Regions from separate parts of the Mus musculus genome. Here all the other regions are linked to region 3. Evidence: chromatin contacts called from public ChIA-PET and promoter capture Hi-C data. All regions are on one chromosome and are shown on one strand. Each heading gives the region's core, a stretch centred on a gene start, on an enhancer-like site or on the middle of the called end of the contact. The rest is flanking DNA. Distances are from core to core; before and after follow the strand shown. Region 1 overlaps Lpp (LIM domain containing preferred translocation partner in lipoma). Region 2 overlaps Lpp (LIM domain containing preferred translocation partner in lipoma). Region 3 holds the start of Lppos (LIM domain containing preferred translocation partner in lipoma, opposite strand). Region 4 overlaps Lpp (LIM domain containing preferred translocation partner in lipoma). Region 5 overlaps Lpp (LIM domain containing preferred translocation partner in lipoma). Region 6 has its middle 39 kb from the start of Gm46545.

The links. Promoter capture Hi-C pulls out the DNA fragments that hold promoters and counts their contacts. ChIA-PET counts read pairs in DNA pulled down with a chosen protein or histone mark.
Region 1: a contact with region 3 is called in a promoter capture Hi-C map of liver, with 5 times the contacts expected there. The contact joins the enhancer-like site here to the promoter of Lppos in region 3. A contact is called at or near these places in 10 of 39 promoter capture datasets (the 3T3-L1 cell line, 3T3-L1-derived adipocytes, the C10 cell line and 5 more), 1 of 15 datasets of contacts at CTCF or cohesin (large pre-B cells), 3 of 484 Hi-C or Micro-C datasets (large pre-B cells and liver), 14 of 115 datasets of contacts at active chromatin or transcription factors (the 230-238 cell line, CD8 T cells, the SCID.adh cell line and 8 more) and 3 of 9 other capture datasets (adipose tissue, embryonic stem cells and macrophages).
Region 2: a contact with region 3 is called in an RNA polymerase II ChIA-PET map of memory CD8 T cells, with 8 read pairs. The contact joins the enhancer-like site here to the promoter of Lppos in region 3. A contact is called at or near these places in 1 of 39 promoter capture datasets (liver), 1 of 15 datasets of contacts at CTCF or cohesin (large pre-B cells), 1 of 484 Hi-C or Micro-C datasets (cortical neurons), 4 of 115 datasets of contacts at active chromatin or transcription factors (bone marrow-derived macrophages, cardiomyocytes, memory CD8 T cells and 1 more) and 1 of 9 other capture datasets (adipose tissue).
Region 4: a promoter capture Hi-C map of liver shows a contact between it and region 3, with 3 times the contacts expected there. The contact joins the enhancer-like site here to the promoter of Lppos in region 3. A contact is called at or near these places in 8 of 39 promoter capture datasets (3T3-L1-derived adipocytes, the C10 cell line, cranial neural crest and 4 more), 1 of 15 datasets of contacts at CTCF or cohesin (the NIH/3T3 cell line), 7 of 115 datasets of contacts at active chromatin or transcription factors (the 230-238 cell line, bone marrow-derived macrophages, craniofacial prominence and 4 more) and 3 of 9 other capture datasets (adipose tissue, embryonic stem cells and liver).
Region 5: a contact with region 3 is called in a promoter capture Hi-C map of liver, with 4 times the contacts expected there. The contact joins the enhancer-like site here to the promoter of Lppos in region 3. A contact is called at or near these places in 10 of 39 promoter capture datasets (the 3T3-L1 cell line, 3T3-L1-derived adipocytes, the C10 cell line and 6 more), 1 of 15 datasets of contacts at CTCF or cohesin (large pre-B cells), 9 of 484 Hi-C or Micro-C datasets (the Ba/F3 cell line, CD8 T cells, embryonic fibroblasts and 5 more), 9 of 115 datasets of contacts at active chromatin or transcription factors (bone marrow-derived dendritic cells, bone marrow-derived macrophages, cardiomyocytes and 5 more) and 1 of 9 other capture datasets (pancreatic islet).
Region 6: a promoter capture Hi-C map of liver shows a contact between it and region 3, with 5 times the contacts expected there. The contact joins the enhancer-like site here to the promoter of Lppos in region 3. A contact is called at or near these places in 5 of 39 promoter capture datasets (the 3T3-L1 cell line, 3T3-L1-derived adipocytes, liver and 1 more), 2 of 484 Hi-C or Micro-C datasets (bone marrow-derived macrophages and liver) and 7 of 115 datasets of contacts at active chromatin or transcription factors (the SCID.adh cell line, bone marrow-derived macrophages, epiblast stem cells and 4 more).

Annotation. Positions count from the first base shown.
Region 1 is chr16:24,872,833-24,876,440 of GRCm38.p6, forward strand. All of the region lies in intron 9 of Lpp (LIM domain containing preferred translocation partner in lipoma), which reads left to right. Among named protein-coding and RNA genes, the nearest start is that of Gm22672, 9.5 kb to the right of the region's middle. Within about 2 kb of position 1,524, at least 17 of the 459 cell types and tissues checked have an H3K27ac peak or open chromatin away from gene starts, as enhancers often do. A contact at or near this core is called in 3T3-L1-derived adipocytes, adipose tissue, liver and 1 more, where this site is marked.
Region 2 is chr16:24,702,165-24,705,941 of GRCm38.p6, forward strand. All of the region lies in intron 7 of Lpp (LIM domain containing preferred translocation partner in lipoma), which reads left to right. Among named protein-coding and RNA genes, the nearest start is that of Mir28a, 120 kb to the right of the region's middle. Within about 2 kb of position 2,282, at least 21 of the 459 cell types and tissues checked have an H3K27ac peak or open chromatin away from gene starts, as enhancers often do. A contact at or near this core is called in memory CD8 T cells, where this site is marked.
Region 3 is chr16:24,392,075-24,395,488 of GRCm38.p6, forward strand. It overlaps Lppos (LIM domain containing preferred translocation partner in lipoma, opposite strand), which reads right to left and starts at 1,581. Exons shown (of 2, transcript NR_037954.1): 1 at 1,280-1,581; 2 at 482-1,033. It overlaps Lpp (LIM domain containing preferred translocation partner in lipoma), which reads left to right and starts at 1,276. Exons shown (of 13, transcript NM_178665.5): 1 at 1,276-1,530.
Region 4 is chr16:24,754,222-24,757,857 of GRCm38.p6, forward strand. The region is part of intron 7 of Lpp (LIM domain containing preferred translocation partner in lipoma); the gene reads left to right. Among named protein-coding and RNA genes, the nearest start is that of Mir28a, 72 kb to the right of the region's middle. Within about 2 kb of position 2,125, at least 4 of the 459 cell types and tissues checked have an H3K27ac peak or open chromatin away from gene starts, as enhancers often do. A contact at or near this core is called in liver, where this site is marked.
Region 5 is chr16:24,899,607-24,903,245 of GRCm38.p6, forward strand. The region is part of intron 10 of Lpp (LIM domain containing preferred translocation partner in lipoma); the gene reads left to right. Among named protein-coding and RNA genes, the nearest start is that of Gm22672, 17 kb to the left of the region's middle. Within about 2 kb of position 2,080, at least 11 of the 459 cell types and tissues checked have an H3K27ac peak or open chromatin away from gene starts, as enhancers often do. A contact at or near this core is called in liver, where this site is marked.
Region 6 is chr16:24,042,045-24,045,613 of GRCm38.p6, forward strand. No RefSeq gene overlaps it. Among named protein-coding and RNA genes, the nearest start is that of Gm46545, 39 kb to the right of the region's middle. Within about 2 kb of position 1,892, at least 9 of the 459 cell types and tissues checked have an H3K27ac peak or open chromatin away from gene starts, as enhancers often do. A contact at or near this core is called in 3T3-L1-derived adipocytes and liver, where this site is marked.

The DNA of each region.
Region 1 (3,608 bases), core at 274-2,773, 480 kb after region 3:
AATACTATAAAAGTTTGCGCACCTTGTGTGTGCGCCTAGTGGCTACAGAGACCAGAAGAGGACATCAGATCCCCTGTAACCAAAGTTACAATCAGTTGTTAGCTGCCATGTGTGTCCTAGGAATGAACATAGGTCCTCTTGGAAGAGCAACAAATGCTATTAATCACTGAGACATCTCTCCAGCCCCAAAGGTGTTTTTCATTTTGTTATTTTTCATCTGTTTGAAACAGGGTTTCACTGTGTAGCCCTTGCTGGTCTAGAATTCACTGTGAAGATCAGGTTGGCCTCAAGCTCATGGAGATCCAACTGGCTTTGCCTCCCAATTACTGGAACTAAAGACATTTGTCACCACAACCTGCCAAGTTTGAAACTTTTACACGTCTGTGCCAGTCTACAGTCTACCCTGTGCCTCAGTTATGGTGCCTTACAGTAAACCTTGCTTTCAAACCGTTTACATCCTTCAGCAAGTTGAATATAGTGGTACGTGTCTCAGCCACTGTAGAGGCTATGGCAACAATGTTACAAGGTCAGTTCCACCCTGAGCAACACAGCATCTCCCTGTCCCACTTTCTTTTTTTGTGTAGATAGAGGATGAGAGCAAAATATCCACCTCTGTTATTGTCAAAATTGGTTGGACTGTTCTGCATCCTTTTGCATTCTAGAAGTGGCTTGTCAATTCATATTGATAAAGCCCGCAGGATTACTCATAATTCAAATGAGAAGCATTGACTCCTTAAAAGGACTTCCAAACCATGAACATGATGTATCTGTTCCTTGATGTAAGTGTTCTTTCATTTTGCTCGGTGACTTTTTTTTAATTTTAAACTATAGAAGTCTTATGTATATTTTGGATCAAAAGCTAGAAATAAAAGCCAAAATTATAAAGTTTTTATGAAAAAAAACACTCCCAAGAAAGTTCTTATGAAATTAGGGCAGTCAAAGATTTAATGTAGGATATACCCAAATAAATCTATTGAAAGATAAATTCAATTTCATCAACATTCTAAAAGCGTGTAAGTCCAGGACATGGAAACTCTTGACAAGAGAACTAAAATTTACATCCATACCAGCCAGGGCTTGAAACAAGACCCTGTCCTCAAAAAACGAAAAGCAGAAAAATCTAAAACTTGTTCTCAGAAGAAACCATTGAAATGTGAAACACCAAGCCATGCATCCAAAATGATATGTGTCCAGTATACAGAGAGCAGGTTTCTAACTCAATCAAAACAAAAAACAAAAGGAGGCAAAAGGTTTAAACAGATGCTTTTCTGGGAAAAATCATCAACTAAAAATATGCTTGGTATCTGTGGTCCCCAAGAAGAGACTTCCTAAAGTGTCCCCTTACTTGAGTTAGGAACAAATTCAAATTGAAGAGATTCGAGGCTCTGCCACGTCCCAGGCGCGAACTGGGATGTGAAATGGCTGAGATTCTCCTGAACTGCTGAGAACAGGATCGTACAATGGATACTTTTAAAAGATCTTAGCAGTGTCTTTAAAAATTAAACACACAGTAAACATAACCAAGCTTTTCTCCAACATGTTCGCCTAAAGCAAACAAAACCCCTGTTTTCACACAGACTTGAACATAGAGGTTGATGTCAACTTTATTTGTAGTAGTCAAAATTGGCAGTGGCCCAAGACTCCATCTGTAGGTGAAAGGACAAATTGCATCATCGTCACACAGTAAAATGGACACATAGGGAAATAAGCTGGTAAAATGTGAAAGACTGACTTGCTGAGGGTAGGGAGGAATGCCAAGAGAAAGACATGGGTGATAGTTCTGGCTTGGTCATGGTGTTAACTATAGCTTTTACATTTATTAAAAATAATCAAAACATTTACGTAAAATGGCCTTGGTTATTACATTTACAGAATATCCAAAAGTATAGTATGGCTTAGCAACTAAGAAGACTTGTTCCTCTTTGAACCAAGACATGGTTCCTAATACCCACACTAGTATTCACAGCCTCCTAATTCCAGTTCCAGGGGATCCAATACCCTCTTTTGGCTTCCGGGACACCTGCATGTACACAGTACACACACATGCAAGAAGGCACACATGCAGACACAGAAATAAAATTTTAAATTTTAGTATATGGAAATAAACACCATGAAGTACATTTCTATATTTTTTTTCCCGTTAGACTGAAGCATGCTTAAGTGAGGGTTAGTGAACCATACATACTGCAGAGTTTCCTCATTTCTGCACACCTTTTTTGGGCTTCTTTAGAAACAATAAGAACTTAAAGGCTGTTTATGCTTTTCCCCCTTAATATTTAAAGTTTGTGTGCACGTGCCTGATTGAACCTTATTTACCTAAGTAAAATATCCTGATGAAACTTTCCCAGTGCGGTCTACTTAGATTTTAAGAATCTGACCCATTCTTTCCCTCCCTCCCTTCCTTCCTTCCTTCCTTCCTTCCTTCCCTCCCTCCCTCCCTCCCTTCGTTTCTTCTTCTTCTTCTTCTTCTTCTTCTTCTTCTTCTTCCTCTTCCTCTTCCTCTTCCTCCTCCTCCTCTTCTTCTTCTTCTTCTTCTTCTTCTTCTTCTTCTTCTTCTTCTTCTTCTTCTTCTTCTTCTCTTCTTCTTCTTCTTCTTCTTCTTCTTCTTCTTCTTCTTCTTCTTCTTCTTCTTCTTCTTCTTCTTCTCCTCTTCCTCCTCCTCCTTCTCTCTGTCTCTGTCTCTCATTTCACTCTTTTGATCATCATGGACAGATTTGGGGTGAAATGTAGTGCTTCTAGTGACTCTGGCAGGGAGCATCAGTTGGTTATGTCCTGTAAAAGGCATACGGCTAAAGAAGCTTTTGAATGGAAATGGAGTCCCTGTTCTTCTTTTTTCTGTGTCAGCTTTGATTTGATTAGGTCTGAAAAGGGGAAACTATTCAGATACACTAAACAGAAGAGCATTAGCCCACCCCCTAGTCCTTGTGTTACTGTTAAATTTTGGTAGGTAAAAGGCACAGTACAACTCACCCCTGCCTCCCTGAGAACCAGCCACTAAAGCGCACAGTAGGAGGGCTTTGTCATGAAAATTCCAAAGCTTGAAGAGACTCTTGCCTACAGCTTTCCTTGGGGCAGCATCCTACCTGTAGCAGTTCTGACCACTCTACTGAACATCTCTCAGTGCCTGTAAATCTTTCCTTCTGAAAGAGACTGACAGAGATCTAGTCACAAGATATAAGTGCATCTATTAGGCAAGTAACCAGATCCCCATCTTGCAGTAGCCTCATGTGGGTATGTAAGAAGCTTTGATAACCAGGTTTCTATTTGAATCTGGTCAGGCCAGTCTTTGGTTTAGTATGTGTGTGCATGTGACTCTTCTCTCCTTAACATTTGCTAACGATTGGGGTAGTATTTGCATACTGCTGGGGACTGGATGATGTAAAACTTGCTTCTTCTCTCCAATATTGTTCTTCATGGTGAGTTTTTATGTTTTACTTACAACTACTGAACTACTACCATGCACAACAAAGCTACACAGGTCATGAATATTCAAAAGTGTAGCTACCTACCTACCTACTTACCTCTACCTCTACATACACACACACACACACACACACACACACACACACACACACACACACACCACATTTAAAACCATGTACTCTCAT
Region 2 (3,777 bases), core at 1,032-3,531, 310 kb after region 3:
ACTCAAAACCTGTGCTATCATCTTCTTGCAAATGAGTTGAACGAATTTGTGCTTGTTATTAAAGAATTAGCCTATAAAGCAAAGCATTGTGTTGTGTCCATAAGACTTTGCCTTCAATGATTTTAGGGCCCCATCTTTCAAAAAAGGAATTTGTTCAACAGTTTGTACAGTTTTTCTACCTCTATTTCCTTTTCTTTTGTCTGAATTATTCTGAGAATCTTTGCTGAACATGCTTGTGGTAAATCTGGGCTGATTTCCACCTTAGAGCAGTTTCAGTATAGCCTGGGCCAGTCACCAGCATGGGATAAACTTAAGGTAGTGAGAAGTCTTGTGCATATTGATATTGGAGTCATGTACATTGCTGATTTAAATGATGCCTGATAGACCCATGGGCAGTACATATGGAGTTCTCTGAGAATAGATAGATGCTCTTGACCCAGGAGAAAAGCCTGGCCAGTAGGGTGAATTTGGTATCTGGGTGAGTTTCCAGCAATACACCAGAAACTCGATTACATAAAAGAACATTATTTTTCTTACCTTTACTTTTATTTAGTTTTGGGGTTTACAAGTTTAGTCTCTGAACACTTCATCTCTTTTTGAAATGTACCATTTTAGAAGAGTATAAAGCTGCTTTTCTGGGCTTATGATGGGTAAAATAACAACCTAGTAATAGTCAAATTGTAACTTCTAGATCTTGTGGACAAATTTCTTTATTTGTTTAGTCTCAATGGGCTAAAATGAATAGAGAAAGTTTATATCCTTTCTCGTTTGAGCTTCTAGAGCCTGCCTGCATTCCTTTGTTTATATCCTCATCCACTGTCTGGAAAGCCTGCAATAAATCAGCTCTTTGACTATGCTTTCTTCCATATGGTTCCATCTGATTATACAGGGAGTATTTCTGCTTTGGGGGCCTTGTGTGATTAGATTAGGTCTACCTGGGTAATTCAGGTCTTTGTCTTCATCTCAGATTGTTTATGGTTAACCACATCTTCAGCGTTTATTCTGGCAAATAAAGAAATTTGTCCACAAGATCTAGAAGTTACAATTTGACTATTACTAGGTTGTTATTTTACCCATCATAAGCCCAGAAAAGCAGCTTTATACTCTTCTAAAATGGTACATTTCAAAAAGAGATGAAGTGTTCAGACAGGAAGTAGGCTTTTTCCTTTAGGTAATACATCCTGAGTTTATGTTGATAGTAACAGGGAATTCATTCATTTAGTGCAGACATATGCAGTCTGTTGTGTAATATCTCATTAAGGTCAGTAGCAGGTCCTTGCTAGCCAACAGTGATTTGTAGCGGTTTCCACGGGAAATGAAGTACAGTGGTTACCTGTTCTTGGAACACATTTCAGTATCTTGTATGTTGTAAATGTTCACATCATTATTTTATTCTTTCTCCTTGCTTTGGTTTTGCCCTGATGGGAATACTACTCAAGGTCTAAAGCCTTTCTGAATTTTGTTGTTGTTGGTTGTTATTAGTATGTTTTATTACTGTAACAAAAGACCTGGAGCTAAAATAAAAATTCTTGGAGGTTGACATTCAAGCAATATGGCTCTGTTAACAGCCAAGTTTTTCTGCCCTTACTTCAAGGCAAATGGCATCATGGGAAGAGTGTCCTCATATGCATATATCAGAAGGCAAGGTTTGCCTCCATGAGCATTCATTTCATAATCTGCTTTTTTCACAAGATCCACCTTCTAAAGATTCCCAGCTCAAGAGTATCACATTTACCAAGCTTCCAGTTTATAGACCATGGTAGTGTTCACTAAGACATAGGCCAATCATATTATCGACCTGTGAAAAGTTGCCCTAGCTTTTTCAAGCCGCTTGTAGCCTGCCCAAGAACAGCACGATTATGTGCCTCAGTTACAGTGCAGCCCACGTTGTGGTGCTTCCTGGAGCTGATGTACAGTGACTGAGCCAGCATAGACCTTCAGATATTCACCCCAGGAGCAGTACCCATTCTCCCTGGAATTGTGAACATATTTAGGAAGTCTAATCATCACCTCTGTTTCCTGGTGCCTTTAATGTAAGAATAGGTGATTAACGTGTATGCTTGTCTAAGACTGACTTGTCATACATATGAGCTGGAGAACAGAAATAGATGGAAAGATTTTTGTGATAGATTATGGAAGAGAAGATGTATTGTTAAGTCAAGTCCAGTTACACTGTTGAGTTGCAGAGCAGATCAGCTAAACAGGATGTTCTCTTGTAACTCTCCTGAGGTGGGCTCAACCTCAAAAGAGAAGGTGTGAGTGTGGTGTGCCCTGCCGGAGCCTCTACCGAGTGAGTCACTTATGTGAAAATGTCTTGACATACATAGAATTGTAGAGCCCACACTGTATCTGATCACAGAAATGTTACTGCATAATAGCAAGCTGGCTTTGATCTCCATGGGATTGCAGGCTGGGGGATGAGGAGGGGTGGCTTTTGAAAGGTCACCTCTACTACTCAGGAGAACACAGAGTATCAATCCCTTATATCTGCGAGCTGGTGTAGCAAGCATTGGAAGTGTGTGCATTAAAGGAAAACTGCCATGTATCTTCATGTGTGAATGGGGTGCTTTTTTTTTTTCTGGAAGAGCTTAGCATCCTGACTACTTTCCCTTCTATGTTGTAGTTGATGATATCTCACACCCACTGGTGTGTGAAGAGGAAGAACCTGCTATGCCTACTTTCTGTGTTAGTGATGTGGCATAATGTTTTCTGGAAATGCCACACAATTTCAAATGTGACTCCTTTCTAAACTTGCGAATAGAGTTGACAACAGTGAAATATGTCCTGTAAACAAACCCCGAGACACTATCTTTTGAATGAGTGGTAGTTGAATTTATACCAAATCCCAGAAGTAGGAAGTCCCACATGTGTGGAGTTCTCTCTGCTGCCCGAGGCCCACAAGGGGCAGTGCCGGGAACAAAGCCTGCATCACCTACTTACTCTCATTCCAGTCCAGCACAGCTGAGTCCAAGTTTTATATTCTATTACTCACAATCCAAATCGATGGTAACATATAATATTTTACCTTTATTGAGTAAAACTGCAACTCTCTTCTAAAGGTGATTGCATTGCTATGTGACTTTTTATGCTATTAAATTCTTCTACTCACATCTTATTTCTGGAATTGCAAGAGAAGTAACCGAAGGACTCATTTATCTCTTTTTATGAGGTACTTAGTGGACATTGTTGAATGTTTTCTGGATGGTGAGGGTACAATCACAAATAAAGTGAAATGTACGTCCTTAAAGGGTTCATTTTCCTGTGGGAGAGGATTCAAAAGCAGACAATTATGTACTAAAGTCTAACTAAGTGGTAGAGAGAAAGTTGAAGGTAAAACATAGAGGGGATGGGATGGTCTGGTCATTGCGTTTTTTTCTGGGGTTTCTGGGGAGACACTTAAGATGAGGTAGCATTGGAGCACAGCTACCTAGGTTGTATTGAAACAAGCTATTAGATGCATGTTAAAGGATGTTCCAGACAGGCACGTTTCAATTTTTTGTTATTTTAGGGGATAGAGGAGAAAAGACGGCACAGATTCTAGCCAGCAATGGCATGGGTCAGATTGGAAAGCAGCCTGGATTGGCTGCTGCACTCTGTGAATCAAGATGCTAGGTATCAGTGAGAAAGAAAGCAGCTCCTGATCATGGCACAGGGCTCTGGACTCTGGGTCTTCCTTAGAGGGAGCTGGGGAACATCTGGAGGCTTTGATGAGAAGTGTTCTAGTCATGGTGGCCTCCTGCTGGAAAACAGACAACAGGCAGTAATGCTTCAAACTAC
Region 3 (3,414 bases), core at 331-2,830:
CACCCCTGAAGTCCCTGGTGTACTTTTTCTGTCTGCATGACTGAGTTAGGCTGTAGAAGGTGAGGGCCCACGGTGGTGGAAGGTGGCTTGAGAGTGGGAAGGTCAGGGGCATGCTCAGACAGCTGTGTTGTGCAGGTCATGTTATGGTATTTTCCTTAGATCCTACCCAACCCAATCAAAGACCAGAATGGGTGGTTGTGTTATTAGCATGGGTTGAAGTTGTTTGGGAGACTGGGGTAAAGCAAAGGATACAGGATAGAAACACCCACACCCCCACCCACACACCCACACCCAAATCTGTGTTTTTGGTTAGTTTGTGACAGTGTCTATGTAAACCTCTCTTGTGCCGGGATGAAAAGCGTTCACTACTGAGGGCCAGAGGGCTTCCAGTGTCTCCTAGCCGGAATCTTAACCTAGTAAAAGGGGTTCTCATCGTTGCTCACTTTTACAAATATCAAACACAAAATATCCAAACCCAACCTTCCAAGAACAGGCTTGTCTTTATTCAAACCAGTTCACCCAGTTCGTGTATTTTCTTTTTTTAAGCTGTAAGAACAGAGCAAGCTTTCTGGTTGGTTTTCCGGCAGGGCAGGGTTGGGAAGCAAAAGTTAAACTCCAAAGGTTCTTGTCTTTGAACAAAGGACAGGAAGTTGCCCTGAAGCACTCGATTGCCATTGTTTCTCAAGGCTTGTCAACCACAACCTTCCAGGAACTGGGGTTAGTCACTTCAGTGGGTCAAGTCATCTGCCTAGCTCTAACTTGGGTCTAAGCTCACAGTTAGAGGCCGGGTCGTGCCTGGAGGCGGAAACCCAGCTAAGAGTAGAATACTGGCTCCTCTCCACGGGGCAGGACTGGGTCAGGTCCCAGCTTCGGAGCTCTCCTGTGCGAAGGGAACTGAAGTTGCTCTCTACCATCCCGGACTTCTGAGTCCTGCTGGAGTCCTGGGCGGGGCTCCGACGAGGCTCTTAGGGTGGGGGGTGGGGTGTTCCATGGCAGGATCTCTTTGCTCAAGCTCAGCTTTCCAATCTGTCGTCTGCAGAACAGACCCGAGTTGTGCCGGTTTCTCGACTTCCTCCTGCATCTCCTTCCTCTTCCTCCAGTGGAGGCAGATCCCTCTTTTCCTTCCTCTTCCCATGCTCCCTGTACCCCCTCCTCCCCCCGCGTCCCCTCCTCCAGGAAGTGCATTGCCCAGGGTCACCCACCTCGAGCCGCCGCTGCCCCCCGCGCCCCCTCCCCGTCCGGCTAGTGCGGCGGCCCGCGGGCACACGCCTCCCCATACCTTACATGGACAAATGCGTGCAGGCAAAGTCAGGAATTCAGGCCCCTGACGTCAGCCTCCAGCGCTCAGGGCACCGCACGGGAGACCGCGGGGAGGGGGTGGGGAGGAAGGAGGGGGAGAGCACCAACCAGCAGCCACTCCCGGCCTGCTGCTGAAGTTTCACTTTTTGTCTGTGGGTTCGCTCCCGGGGCCCGCTCGAGCTTTCCCGGGATAAGTAGCGTTAGCGGCGGGGGAGAGCCGGCCGCTGCAAGGTAAGGGCCGGCAGCGGGGCCGGGCACCGGGGAGGACGCGGGCCGGGCGGAGCGGGCCGCTGCGGGCCGCGGGCCGGGCCGGGACAATGGGAGGGGGAGTGCCCGGCACCTCCTCCTCCGCCCGAGCCTCCGCCTCCAGCCGTCGCGGCCGCCGCTGCCCGGTCCACCTCCTCCCCCAGGTATCGTAGCGAAGGCTTCCTCCCGCAGCCTCGGCCCGCGGGCGCCGCTCGACCCCCCGACCCCCCGGGGGACGGGCCGCTGAGGGTGGTGGGGAGCGCGGGGCGCCCTGCTCCGCCCCGCCCGCCGCGGAAGTGCGGGTCCCCGGCCGGGAAGCGGGGGTGCACGCCGTGGGGGAGGGGCGGATGCGGGAGTCCCCAGCGCGCCCCCGGCCCGGGCCTTTCTGGGTGCCCAGGGGGCGGGGCCGCGCCCGGTGGCTTCGAGCTTTCGTGGAATCCCAGTTGTCACCGCGGAAAGGGCCTAGGGACCCAGTGACTCGGAGTCTTCCCATTTTACAGTCAGGGCAGGCGAGGCAAAGAGAGGCAGGCTTTCCTGGAAGTCATCCCTGGAAGGTGGAGCCAGGTTAAGATCGGTGGCTCCGGACCTCTGCTCCCCTGCTGCCTTTTTAAAATTTTTTAAAAAATTTATTAATTAATTTATCTTTTTGTAAGCGGTTGTGGAGTCTCCACTGCTTTTAAGCACTGTAGGTTACAGAGGCCAAACTTTGCCCTCTGGGAGCGCTCACTGGAACGCAGGAGCCTAACCTGACTCAAAGTAGGAAGGGCCAAATCCTGGAGAGAACGCAAAGATCAGGTTTTTTTATGGGAGTTCGCGGAAGGACTTTTCTTATTTTGGCCTCCATGGCCGGACCCGAAATCCCAGAGGGGCCTGTGATTGACTCCTTTGAAGGATAGGGAGTTTTCTTAAGTAAAAAAGGCGAGGCCTTTCGTGTCAGGGAGGCAGCTGCAGACCAGAGAAGGCTAAATAAGGGTGGGGAGTGGGCGTGGGTGGAATTGTGTTCGTGGCTTGGGGTGGGAGTATGACAGGAGACCGTGTCAGTGGAGTTGTGGCTTGGGTACTTGGACAGGGCAGTGTAAACTGTTTCTGGCCTTCTTTCTCTTTAGGAAGGGGGTCCACTGCTTCCCCTCCCCCACAAGGAAGGCCTGGCAAGAGCTCTCCGCGGATCCTTTCTGGGACTCTCCTGTTTCTATACACTCCCTTTGCAAACTTGCCTCTGCAGTAAAACTTTTTCTCAAAGATGTTAGTGACTTAATGGTTCACTGTTTTCACTATTCCCGGCACAAGCGAGTTTTCAGACAAGCTTTAGGGGAAGAGGGAAAGTGTACAGGGCTACTGTAGAGTGTGTCAACCTCTCCCAGCGGGACCCTTTCTCAGTTTTACAAACAGGAAGTAGACCCCGGTCCACAGAAGTTGAATTGCTAGCCCCATATTCACTGCTGGATTGAGGTGGGGTGGGGGATGTTGGTGCAGAAACCCAGTAAGAATCTTGCTTTCCCAGGAGTCTCCTGGTGTCCTTGCCAATGCCAAGGGGCACTTAAAGAGGAAACTGTGTATCTTGTATGTAATCTTTGGAAGGTAGCCTGTGGAATCCAGAATACAATCTATTGAGGATTAGCTATGTGAAGGGTAGGGGGACACACCCGGGTCCTGAGCTTGGGCAATGCCTTGTCTTGCCTATCTTGAACTCCCTCCTTCCTCTCTTTCCCAACACCACCTCCTGCAATTCCTTGTATGCAGCTCTGGCCTTGGAGTTGGGCATAGGCAGTGGGAGAGGAAGCCAAGTTCCTGACTTGGTTATTAGGCCTAGGACTGAGTAGCACCCTTTGTGGAGGGACAGTCTCTTGTGCGAGGAGGTGATTCCTCTGA
Region 4 (3,636 bases), core at 875-3,374, 360 kb after region 3:
AGTTAGATTTGGGCATTTTCAATGTCGTTGCATTCCTTGATTGATATATAATTTGGGGAGTTGAGCTTTCTGCTGCTGGTTAGATGTGGATCTTTAATACTTTTTACCAAATTTCCATTCTAAACAGGATCATTTTGGATTCATGTATAAACCTCATGACAGTCTTCATATCCTCTTGAATAAGGATGGATTTACCAGTATCACTACCTCCCTTGTCTTACAGTAGCAATATCAATTAGGAGTGCCTGACATGGAGCTAAATTACAATAAATGCCTCCTTAATTAGAAAAAGGAGTTCTATTTGCTTGACTATACATGCAATATATTATTTTAATGTGTTAGTTATTGGTTACTCTTTAATTTTTGTTTCTTTATTGTTTTGTTTTATTTTGTTTTAGGCAGGGTTTCTCCATGTAGCTCTGGCTATCTGGGAACTCGCTGTCTAGGCCAGGGTGGCTTTGAACTCAGAGTTCCTCCTCTCTCTGCCTCCATAGTACTGGGATTAGAAATGTGTTCTACCACCTACCAGCCTTTTTTATATATAAACATGTTTTTAGTATGAGCCCCAAACTGGCCTGAAAATCACTCTGGCTCTTGGGTTGCCTCTGAATTTGTTGTAATCCTGCTGCTTCGACTTTTTACCTCCATACCCCAATGAATGCATTTAAAATTACCCTTTGAACTGTTTCCCCAGAACACATGAATTGAGAACTTACATTTAAAAAACCATTATTAAAAGGAAAATAAATAGCTCAGTTTGCGGGCATATGCCCTGTGATCCTAGCACTCAGAAGTCTGACATAAGTTCAAGGCCAGCCTCAGCTATTTGGTGAGACTCCCATCTAAAACAAACAAACAGCACAGCAAATGCTTCTCAGAAAGAGAACCATGTTATAATTTGTGTCTTAGAGGCATTAGAGACTGAGGGCGCCACTGGAATTAAGCATGTATCCAGTGTGTCCATGCATTTGTTGTCTGTTCTGTGAGGAAAAATACAGGTCTGATGTTGCAGTTTTCTTAAGGGGACAACAATTCATTCACTGATCAATGTCTTTCTAAATTTCTGCTGTGGACTATGATATTGTAAACTATTTAGGGTGTCTTGTTGAGTAAAAGTGACTGGCCCCCTTCCCTTGAGAAAGCAAACACGTATACAAATGATAATAAAGAACAGGAGAGTTTGGAGCTGAGACGAAAGGATGGACCATCTAGCGACTGCCATACCCGGGGATCCATCCCATAATCAGCCTCCAAACGTGACACCATTGCATTTGACAGCAAGATTTTGCTGAAAGGACCCTGATATAGCTGTCTCTTGTGAGGCTATGCTGGGGCCTGGCAAACACAGAAGTGGATGCTCACAGTCAGCTATTGGATGGAACACAGGGCCCCCAATGGAGGAGCTAGAGAAAGCACCCAAGGAGCTAAAGGGGTCTGCAACCTTATAGGTGGAAGAACAATGTGAACTAACCAGTACCCCTGGAGCTCCTGTCTCTAGCTGCATATGTAGCAGAAGATGGCCTAGTCAGCCATCATTGGGAAGAGAGGCCCCTTGGTCTTACAAATTTTATATGCCTCAGTATGGGGGAATGCCAGGGCCAAGAAGTGGGAGTGGGTAGGTAGGGTCTTAGAGGACTTTTGGGATAGCATTTGAAATGTAAATGAAGAAAATACCTAATTAAAAAAATAATAATAAAAAAGAGCAAAAAATAAAGAAAGAACAGAAGAAATGAGATATACTCAGAGAGAGAGAGAGAGTTCAGGTCAAGTTATTTTGAACTTAAGAACTAGACAGTTAATCTGAGAGAGGATTCGGGCCAACGTTTCTTTAAGAACCTGATACTTGTTTAACCAAAATCAATGTCTGAAATGTGAGAGAACTTGGTACCTTGGATATGGATGAGAGCTTGTATGTGGCATGTCGGTCAGACAAGAAATGAAGTGGCATAGGACATTATCCTTACTAACTTCGTGAAGACTTTTAAATGACAAAGTAATGAGACTGTATACGTGTGAGGGAGAAATCCCTCCAGCTACAGGGAATGATTTTCTAGGGGTGGACCAAACGTCTGAGGGAGCTGGAGAAGAGCAAGAGCTTTCTTAGTAGATATTGCGAAATGTGGACATATCTGACGTAGGACACTCCCTGAGTCGTAGCCACATTCAGTGTTTAAACAGTAACAAGGGAACGTCTCACCAGATCAACATCTGTTATGGAAAGCTTTTTGTTTTCTATAACATACGGAAAATATGTTTTCCTAAAAAACATATAAGGCATTCAAGTCAATAGATGAAAAGAGTAAATTGAACATGCAAGTCTAGGGTTCAGAATACAGATAAACTCTGGAGAGAGAAACTGTTAAGAACTTTTGTGATATTGATCATGTTTCGAGCTGTAGCTATGGACCTAAAGAGAGAAGGTGCAGAAAAGAGATTATGTAGCAGATTAAGGGCTCATGGGCAGCATGGTGATTATTTTCATTGTTACTAATTTATGTTAAGATTAGATAATTATTTGTAATGACATGAAATTCTGTTTAATCCAGATATGTAGATTTCTGTACCCTTAGACTGAATAAGTGATAAAGATGAAAACATTCTCAGGGGTAGTAGATTAATGTCTCATTTTCAGTGGTTCTCAGCTGGAATGGATGTACCTAGTGACCAGGGGGAGATTGGAAAGTGATAGTCACCTATTGGTCATCTTATTTGTTTGTTTGTTTGTTTGTTTGTTTGTTTGTTTATTATGAGGCAGGGTTTCTCTGTATAGTCCTGGGTGTCCTGGAACTTACTCTGTAGACCAGGCTGGCCTTGAACTTAAAATCTGCCTGCCTCTGCCTCCCATGTGCTGGGATTAAAGGCGTGTGCTACCACTGCCTGGCTTGTCATCATCCTTATTATGGGGCACTATCAACATTGAATGAGCCAGAAGTCAACATGTCTATTGTAAGCCTTAAGGGCACAGGTAGTGCTCCTTGAGAAGATGTCACTAGCTGTTGGCCACAGCTCTTCCTCTGGGCCACTGACAGGATGATGCCTGGGTCTCTCTGTGTTCTCTCCTCCCCAACTCTCCCTTCTCTGTGTTAAATAACTATGTCTACTCACCAGTCCAATCCACTTTAAAGTAGAAGATAGTTCTCTCTGTTCAGGTTGCAAATCTCTTTTCTGAGTCTGGTGGCTCACCTTCCTTAGCCTCTATGTGAAGCCTTTATGGATGAGTTCTTCAACAATACTTGCTCGAGCATGTCCCTTTTATTGTTCTTTGGTCCTGCTTTGGGGAATCCTAATTTAAGGCCATCTTCCCCAACTTATCATTTGTCTCAAATATATTTTCCTGGGAAACTTGTAATTCTAAAATAACAAGACTTAATTTTAACTTCCTAATTTCATTGTCTGTTAAGTTACAAGATTCTATTGAATTTGGAATTTTTGTTTAATTTTATACTGTCATTTTAGGAGGCAAACTTGTTATTTATTTTTTTAAACCAAGCATCTTGGATGTTGCTATATAGGTGAAGAATCTCTTTCCTTTCAGGCTGAAGGTAGCCATCATAATTTCCAATAGAAGTGTGTGTGTGTGTGTGTGTGTGTGTGTGTGTGTGTGTGTGTGTGTGTGTTTTAATTATTAAAACACAT
Region 5 (3,639 bases), core at 830-3,329, 510 kb after region 3:
GCACTGTTGTTTACATGCAGGGTTTCATAGCTGTAAATATAGAACATATAAACATTTATAGACAATGGTAGACTATAAAACATGATTAAATCTAAAGTGGTAGGACAAAGCCTAAAAAGCTGACAAGATAAAAGTTACAAGGTTAGATTTAAAGAATACATGAGAGATAGCCCTTCCATAAAAGCCGTAAGAAAAACTGAGCAACTAGGCAACACTGGAAATTGTGTCTGTGTAACGGAATTTAGGGTGCTTTGGAGCCCGCCTGACACTTGTATGCCACTCTTAGAGCCACTCATTCATAATCAGCAGTATGTCCAATCTATGGCTACCTTTTCTAATGATATAGCTCTGTCCTCCTGTGGACACTGGGCAGTACTTTACTGACAGAGAAGCTGAAGCACATACCTCCTAGTTGACTGACCAGAGCAACAGGAAGTCCTTATTGATAACATTTATAACATTTCCCCCTAACTCTTATCCCAAAGTATACCAATTTCTATTGTATTTGAATAAGAACATTTAAGGCCCAGAAGGAACTAAAATTAAAGAAGTACTTTAATTCAGTGCTGTTGTTTTATGGCTGGAAAAGCTAACAGCCAGAGAAAGTTTGTTGATTTGCCTGAATTCACATGTTTGGCAATGGTAGAAGCATGAATAGAAACCAAGAGCCTTGGTGGTACCTTCAGAGACCCTCCCTCTTTAGGAGAGTTTTGAAATAACTAAGCCTATGTGTCTACAGAGACAGAGTGATCCCTGGGGAAAGCTGGACTCTGCCCACTTCAGTAGGACCGTGAACCAGGACAGCATTTGCTTCAGCTCTGACCAGAATGAAGGGTCTCGTATTTCCAGGTTCAGTGCCTCTGAAATGTTATGCTAGAACCTTCTTCCTGCCCCAGTTTGTTTATTTTTAAATGAAGCATGAACTCACCAGCCAGTGTTTGACAGAGTTTGGATGAATGTCAGCATCAGGCCACTGCAATAATGGTTTAAGATTTATATTTAAATATAATCCCATTACTTATACACTTCATTAGGCTGAGTGAATTGCTGGCTGTGGTTCAGCAAAGTTCCTACTTTAAAGATAAAGGATGGAAAGAGAATAGGAAAGGAGCCTCTTTATTCCTTGTTTTCTTTCTTATTCATCTTGCAGCTCTTAATGGACAGAAGGACAATAGTTAGCCATCTACAGCGTAACGTCTGCACTGCCGAAGCCCTCTGAACTGCTCTGCACCACCAGAACAAATTGTCCATAGCTTTAAATTTCCTATAAGTAGAAAAAGAAAGGAGTGGACTTGGAGGGGGGAGGGGGGACTAAGCTATAAAATTCTACCTTGAAACTCTGTCTGAAATGAGCTCCTGGGTCCTCAGTAATATAACCTTTCACTTGGGGTTGGAAAATACAAAAGGAAATGAGTGTAAAGATGGAGAAAATCAAATTACAACCAGCCACCATTCAGCATCTACTCTGTTTCTTTAGCTTCCGTTTCTGAACATATAGAATGACAGTTTCTCCTTACCTCTCGTGATCACACAGTGAAAAAACATTCCGAGAGGGGGGCTGAGCTAGAGTCAGTAAGGTGTGCGTTTGATTGTTTGTATGTGTATGTGTGTGCTTGAATTTTCTTTTTAACTGGGTAATTGCACTAGGCCAGAGTCCAAGGCCCATGAGCAAAGCCTTCAAAAGAGGTCTTCCTTGACTTGTGTCTCTAGCTCACATTGCCTTCCAGCCTCTGGCACACTCCTGGACCCCGATGGTCTCAGAGCTCAGGGAATATGAGGCCTTGAGGTCCTCAAAGCTTGATTTTTACAGCATGAGTCAAAGGTCATCTGCTTTCAATCACTGGCTGTGTTCATTAAACAAATACGTTCTAGACCCTCCCAAGTCCCTGTACAGGAGGACAAGAGCATAGCACATTCTGTAAGCCGAGGGTCAAGGAAGGCCTGTAGTTTGTATGTATACAAAGATCTGAGATCCATGCCCTAGTCTTTGACCTCACATGAAAAATGACTCCAGGTTTCTTCTCCTTCCCTCTCTTCCACGAGACTTGTTTCCAGTAGCCTCCTGTGAACATTGACCTCAGAAGCTTCTCTCTCTGCCCTGGTCTAGGCTGCTGGCTCCCTTGTGTCTCTTCCCATCTCTCTCCCTCAAACATCTGAATTAAGCAGCCTTCAGAAACTTTCTTGGACAAGACTTTTAGCATTTTGTTGTTTTTCCTGAGGTTTTGCTTTTATTTTTTTTGAGAGAAAAAAAAATGCTAACATGAAGTTAGCTGGGTAGTTAGCTAGGAAGGGGCTGGGAGGAATTATGAGAGGGGATCAGAATAGCTGAAAACAGATTTTAAAAATTAGGTAAAATTAAAAAATAACTATGGGAAGTTTTTCAACTATATGTGGGTTTTCTTGAACGTTCAATGTCCTTTTTACCAACAACTGCATAGGGCTGAACCTTACTATAAGTGATATAAAATTTGTGGCTTCTTGGCATATTCCTTAATGATGTAAATCCTAATAGAATATATAAAGGCAGAGAGGTCACATGTGACTCACCCCTGTTGGGTTTTATGGTTTTTTTTTTCAATGTTTATCACAGCAGGTGATCCTATCATTGCTTTGAGAGATGAAGGTTGGAAGGGGACAAGCTTCATGCCAATGTCTCCTCACAGGGTTTGGCTTATATCCTGTTTGTTTGCCCTCTGTGCACTTGAACTTGAGACTCTCTGAAATGGAAGGGAACAGGAAAACTTGGCAACAGGAGCCTATGTGCAGTCATTGCTGGATATAAACATGAACAATTGAGAGAGAAGGCGTGAGAGTGAAGCAGGCTGTCTAGTTTCCAGCCCAAAAACTATCACATGAGCTGTGGTGTTCAAGGTCAAGTGCACAGATTTTCCCCACACAGCAAAATTACCAGGAGTTTGATCAGAAGTTCTCTTATGTGCTGAATGTGACAGGCCACTTCCCTCCCATAACCCGGTTCACAAAACCAATAAAAAAAGTTCATAGCTAGTTAACTTCCAGGACCCCTTTAGCACACTTCCCTGCAGAGGAAGGCGTGTCAGCCCCAAATGATGCCATCATTCCTGTAGAGCAGGTTCCTTTTTCCTTATCTTACAGAGATGTAATATATGGGGATGTAATATATGGGGATGTAATATATGGGGAGTAACAGTGCCTAACACGGGAAAATCTGCCTGAAACGTCTCCATTGCATGACTGAACCAACTACTCTAAAGCAATCTGGATGTATTGAATGCATATATTTTGTGATATTTTGCATTGGACCAAGTATTTTTATATAAATAGTAAACACCTTCCTTAACAGTTATTACATGTTCTGAGTCCCTTAATGCTCTCAGGGGTGGCTGAAGTAATTCAGAAGAATACAGTTGATGGTATGGGTCAGTTGAAATGAAATTGAATCTTCTAAGATATATTCCTCTTGAAAGTAAATATTTATATTCTTCCAATTTAGCCAAATGACCTAAAAAGTTTTCTGTTGTAAAGCATAACATATGCAAGTAGTTCTCCAGCAAATAGAGAATAGTTGAGTATATTTAGGCTCAAAGGGAAGAAGGAAGGAAATTCCGGTATCTTGGGAGGGAAGTAAGTATTTTCATGGTCAAAGCTGCCTGCAGGATG
Region 6 (3,569 bases), core at 642-3,141, 350 kb before region 3:
CTCTGTCTCTCTCTGTCTCTCTCTCTCTCTCCCTCTCTCTGTCTCTCTCTCTGTCTGTCTCTCTCTCTCTCTCTCTCTCTCTCTCTCTCTCTCTCTCTCTCTCTCTCTCTCTGTCTCTCTCTCTCTGTGTGTGTGTGTGTGTGTGTGTGTGTGTGTGTTTGGGGGATTGTACACATGAGTGGGAATACCCAGTAGAATCCGGGAGATGGTGTGAGGTCCCCTGGAGCTGGAGTTAGCAGTGGTTGTGAGCTTCTGATGTAGATGTGGGAATCAAACTCCAGTCCTCTGTAAGAGCAGTATGTACTCTCAACCACTGAGCCACCCCTGGAGCCCAGGACATTTCTACTTTGATTTAAAATGTCAGTGGAATTCTGCAGTGATGCAACGGGGTTGACACTCTGACCAAGACTTTTGGTCACACTGATGTTTTTGGAAGCCATTTGTTACTTATTTTTGTAGTAAAGCCAGTCCCCTCCCTTGCAAACATGTAAATGGTTGGGTTGTCTGTTTATTTGCTTGTTTGTATAAAAGCTTAAGACTCAGTTCAGCTATATGCTACTCTGTGTGTCTTTTCACTGGGCACAGCCAGACCCTATGTCATTTTGCTGATTCTTTCTTAATTATCTCAGACATTTCTCATAGTCCTGTGTATTCTAGATCATAAACTTTATCATAAAGTTATAAGCACTGGACACTGGGAACAATGTCATTTTTATGGCCATAAATGATGATAACTTTTGTTGGCTGCATAAATGAAGGAAGTACTTCATCCATATCTCAATTGTGATCCCAGTGACAGGACACTTAGTGGAGGCCTCTGTTTCATTCTATATAAGAAAGCAGGATGGCTAATGAATGGCCTCAAGGTATAGGCCACTGGGACAAGGTGTGCCCAACATGTACAAGGTTCTTGGTTTGAAAAGAAGGAGCAGATCTATTGGCTGTGCCTGCATCAAGTTTCTCACCTTACATCACCATGAAGGTAATGTCATATCATTTATCCATGGCCACTCAAGGGTGGCTTGAGTACACAGAGTGACCCTGCCAAGCTCAGGAGATGAGCGAAAGGGCAAGAAGACAACTTGTAGACTTTGGGTTGCCAGGCTCAGCATGAGGGCATCCCTGAGCCAACCCCCTACTGACTTTGGCCATGGTCCTGGATCTATGCTCTGTGCGTTAGCATAGATCAGCTTAGCCATTGGGAAGAGAATGTGGCAAAGGTTGGATGAGACTAGGCCTGAAACTGCTTTGACAAGACCTGGAAACAGTATTCTCTTTGCTCAGATGCTTAGAGGCAGAGAGAAGTCTCAGAGGATACAAAAGTCAATCGGACTTCTGTCCAATCTCATGGGCAGAAAAGCAGAGGGGATTGCTCTCAAACGGTGTGAAAGGAAATCTTGGCATCAAGGTGGGAGTGCCAGGACATCCTATAGACAGGAAGGAGAGGATGGTATCGCATGAGATACAGAGAGTGTCAGACAGAGATGGGAAAACTGAGCATAAGGCCAGTCTGAGGGAAGGAAGAAGAGAGGAGAGAAATAGGAGAGGGGGGACAAAACAAGGGAGGGGAGGCAGGCAGGCATGGCAGAATGAGGAAAGCTGGATCTTCCAGAGAGAAAACTAGGGTAGAGGAGAGAAAAACTTGAAAAGATGAGAAGAAATGGGGACAGGATGAAGAGCAAGTTCAAGCATGAGGGTGCTGCTCAGCTCAAGAGGCTGGCTTCTGTAAGCCTGGCAAGGGGAAGGCCTAGGTACAGGCAGAAATGTGCTGACTCCTGCCCAGGGACATCAGAGAACAGAAACAGATCAATTAGCCTGGGAGGGGTGCTATTGCCCGTGATCAGTTCCTGGCTGAGCCAGGCCAGGCCAAGGACTCTTACAGGATCAATGTACTATCAAAGGGCCAGTGGCTCCAGGGCAGGCTCAGCCTTTTCCCTTGAGAACACCCTGTGCTCACATCCCTTTGCTGATTTGGCCACCAGTTCTGTCCCGGGCTCACCTAAGGACCCAGTTAGATCCAGTCCGTTGGAGTTTGAACAGGCTTCAAAGATCTAATAGGAATCAATGCAGCCCAGAACAACCAACCCATGGGATGGTCTTGGGGCATGTGGGTGGAGTAGTAGTTATTTCGACCAGATTTGTCTTATAGATCTTCAATCAATAGAAACACATGTTATAGAGAGAAAACTTGTGCAAAGAGGCATTTGATATGCTGGAACTCTTAATCTTTATATTCTATGTCCCACTTGTCAGCATCTGTCTTGTGTGGCCACTGGGACAGAGGCTGAGGATACAGACAAGGGCAGACACACCTTCAGTGCCCTCTGGGGAGACCAGTGGCACTGCAGTTCCCCCTGCCCAGCCTAACAGAGTGCTTTGGAACTCAGAAGAGAACTCGACTGGTTCTGTTGAGAGGCAAGTGAAATATCTAGAAAGGGAGATGTTTGAGGGTAGCCTTAAAGGCTGAATAAGACTCACCAAGCAGATGGAGTGCAGGAGTCTAAGGGAAGGGAAAGAGTGTTGAAAGGTGAAAGGTGTGAGTTCTAATGGCTTTTGGATAGTCACTGGCAGGCCAGGCCAGTCGAGGCATATAGGTGAAGAAATAAGGGCCAGTTAAAAATCGGCATCTGTGAGGGCTGAGGGTGGACCTGTTAATTAGAAGGAGTTTAAGGCAGCATAGAAGTGGTCTGCTCAGTTGACATTTTCAAAGAATATTTGTGTCTGAATAAATTTGTATGAATTGGACAATTTGGAAGAACACCTAAAATTGGGCGTAGGAATGAAATTAAAGCAAGGTAAATGCTCTATCCCACGAGAACGCGAAGATGGCGACCACACTGATGGCTTTCTCTTGCAGAGAGCCCTTTGCTCCATGCCTGCTTAGGAATTTTCCTTTGATTCCTTGTCAGACAACTTCAGCCATGGCCACTTTCTCTCTGAGGGGTCTCCTACTCCCTGGAGTTAGGTTATCAGAGGATAAGAGCTTCCAGCCAGTACCATCTTCCCCAAATAGAAAGCATTTAAGGAAGCATTTAAACAGCTTACCTTTGAGAAAGGGCAATTATAGATTAAAACCCAGCCTTCCCCTTCTTTAAAAATAAGAGATTAAATATTACCCAATTTCCTCTGTACTCTGTTATCATTTGTCAATCAAAATACTTTTCTTGGAGCTGATGTAGCAGGAGGATCATAAGCTGAAGTCTAACCTGGGCTATCAATGGAGAACATGGCTCAAAACACCTCCAACAACAACAGAACAGCACTTCCCTAAGTTAAACACATTGATTACACTGACATTCCTATTTATAGCAAATACTAACATATACTTTTCATTTTAAGGGCCCACTTATTAATTTATTTTACATGGTGTGTGTGCCTTGAGTCTATCTATGTGTTCCATAAGCATGCAGGTAAATCCTGGGGCCATATGAGGATATTAGAACCTCTATAACTAGGGTTACAGGTGACTGTGGGCTCTGAGTTATGGAAACCAAACCTGGGTTCTCTTCAAGAACTGTAAGTGCTTCTAGCTGCCTCTTCAGTCCCAACATGTATTTTTTAAATTTTAA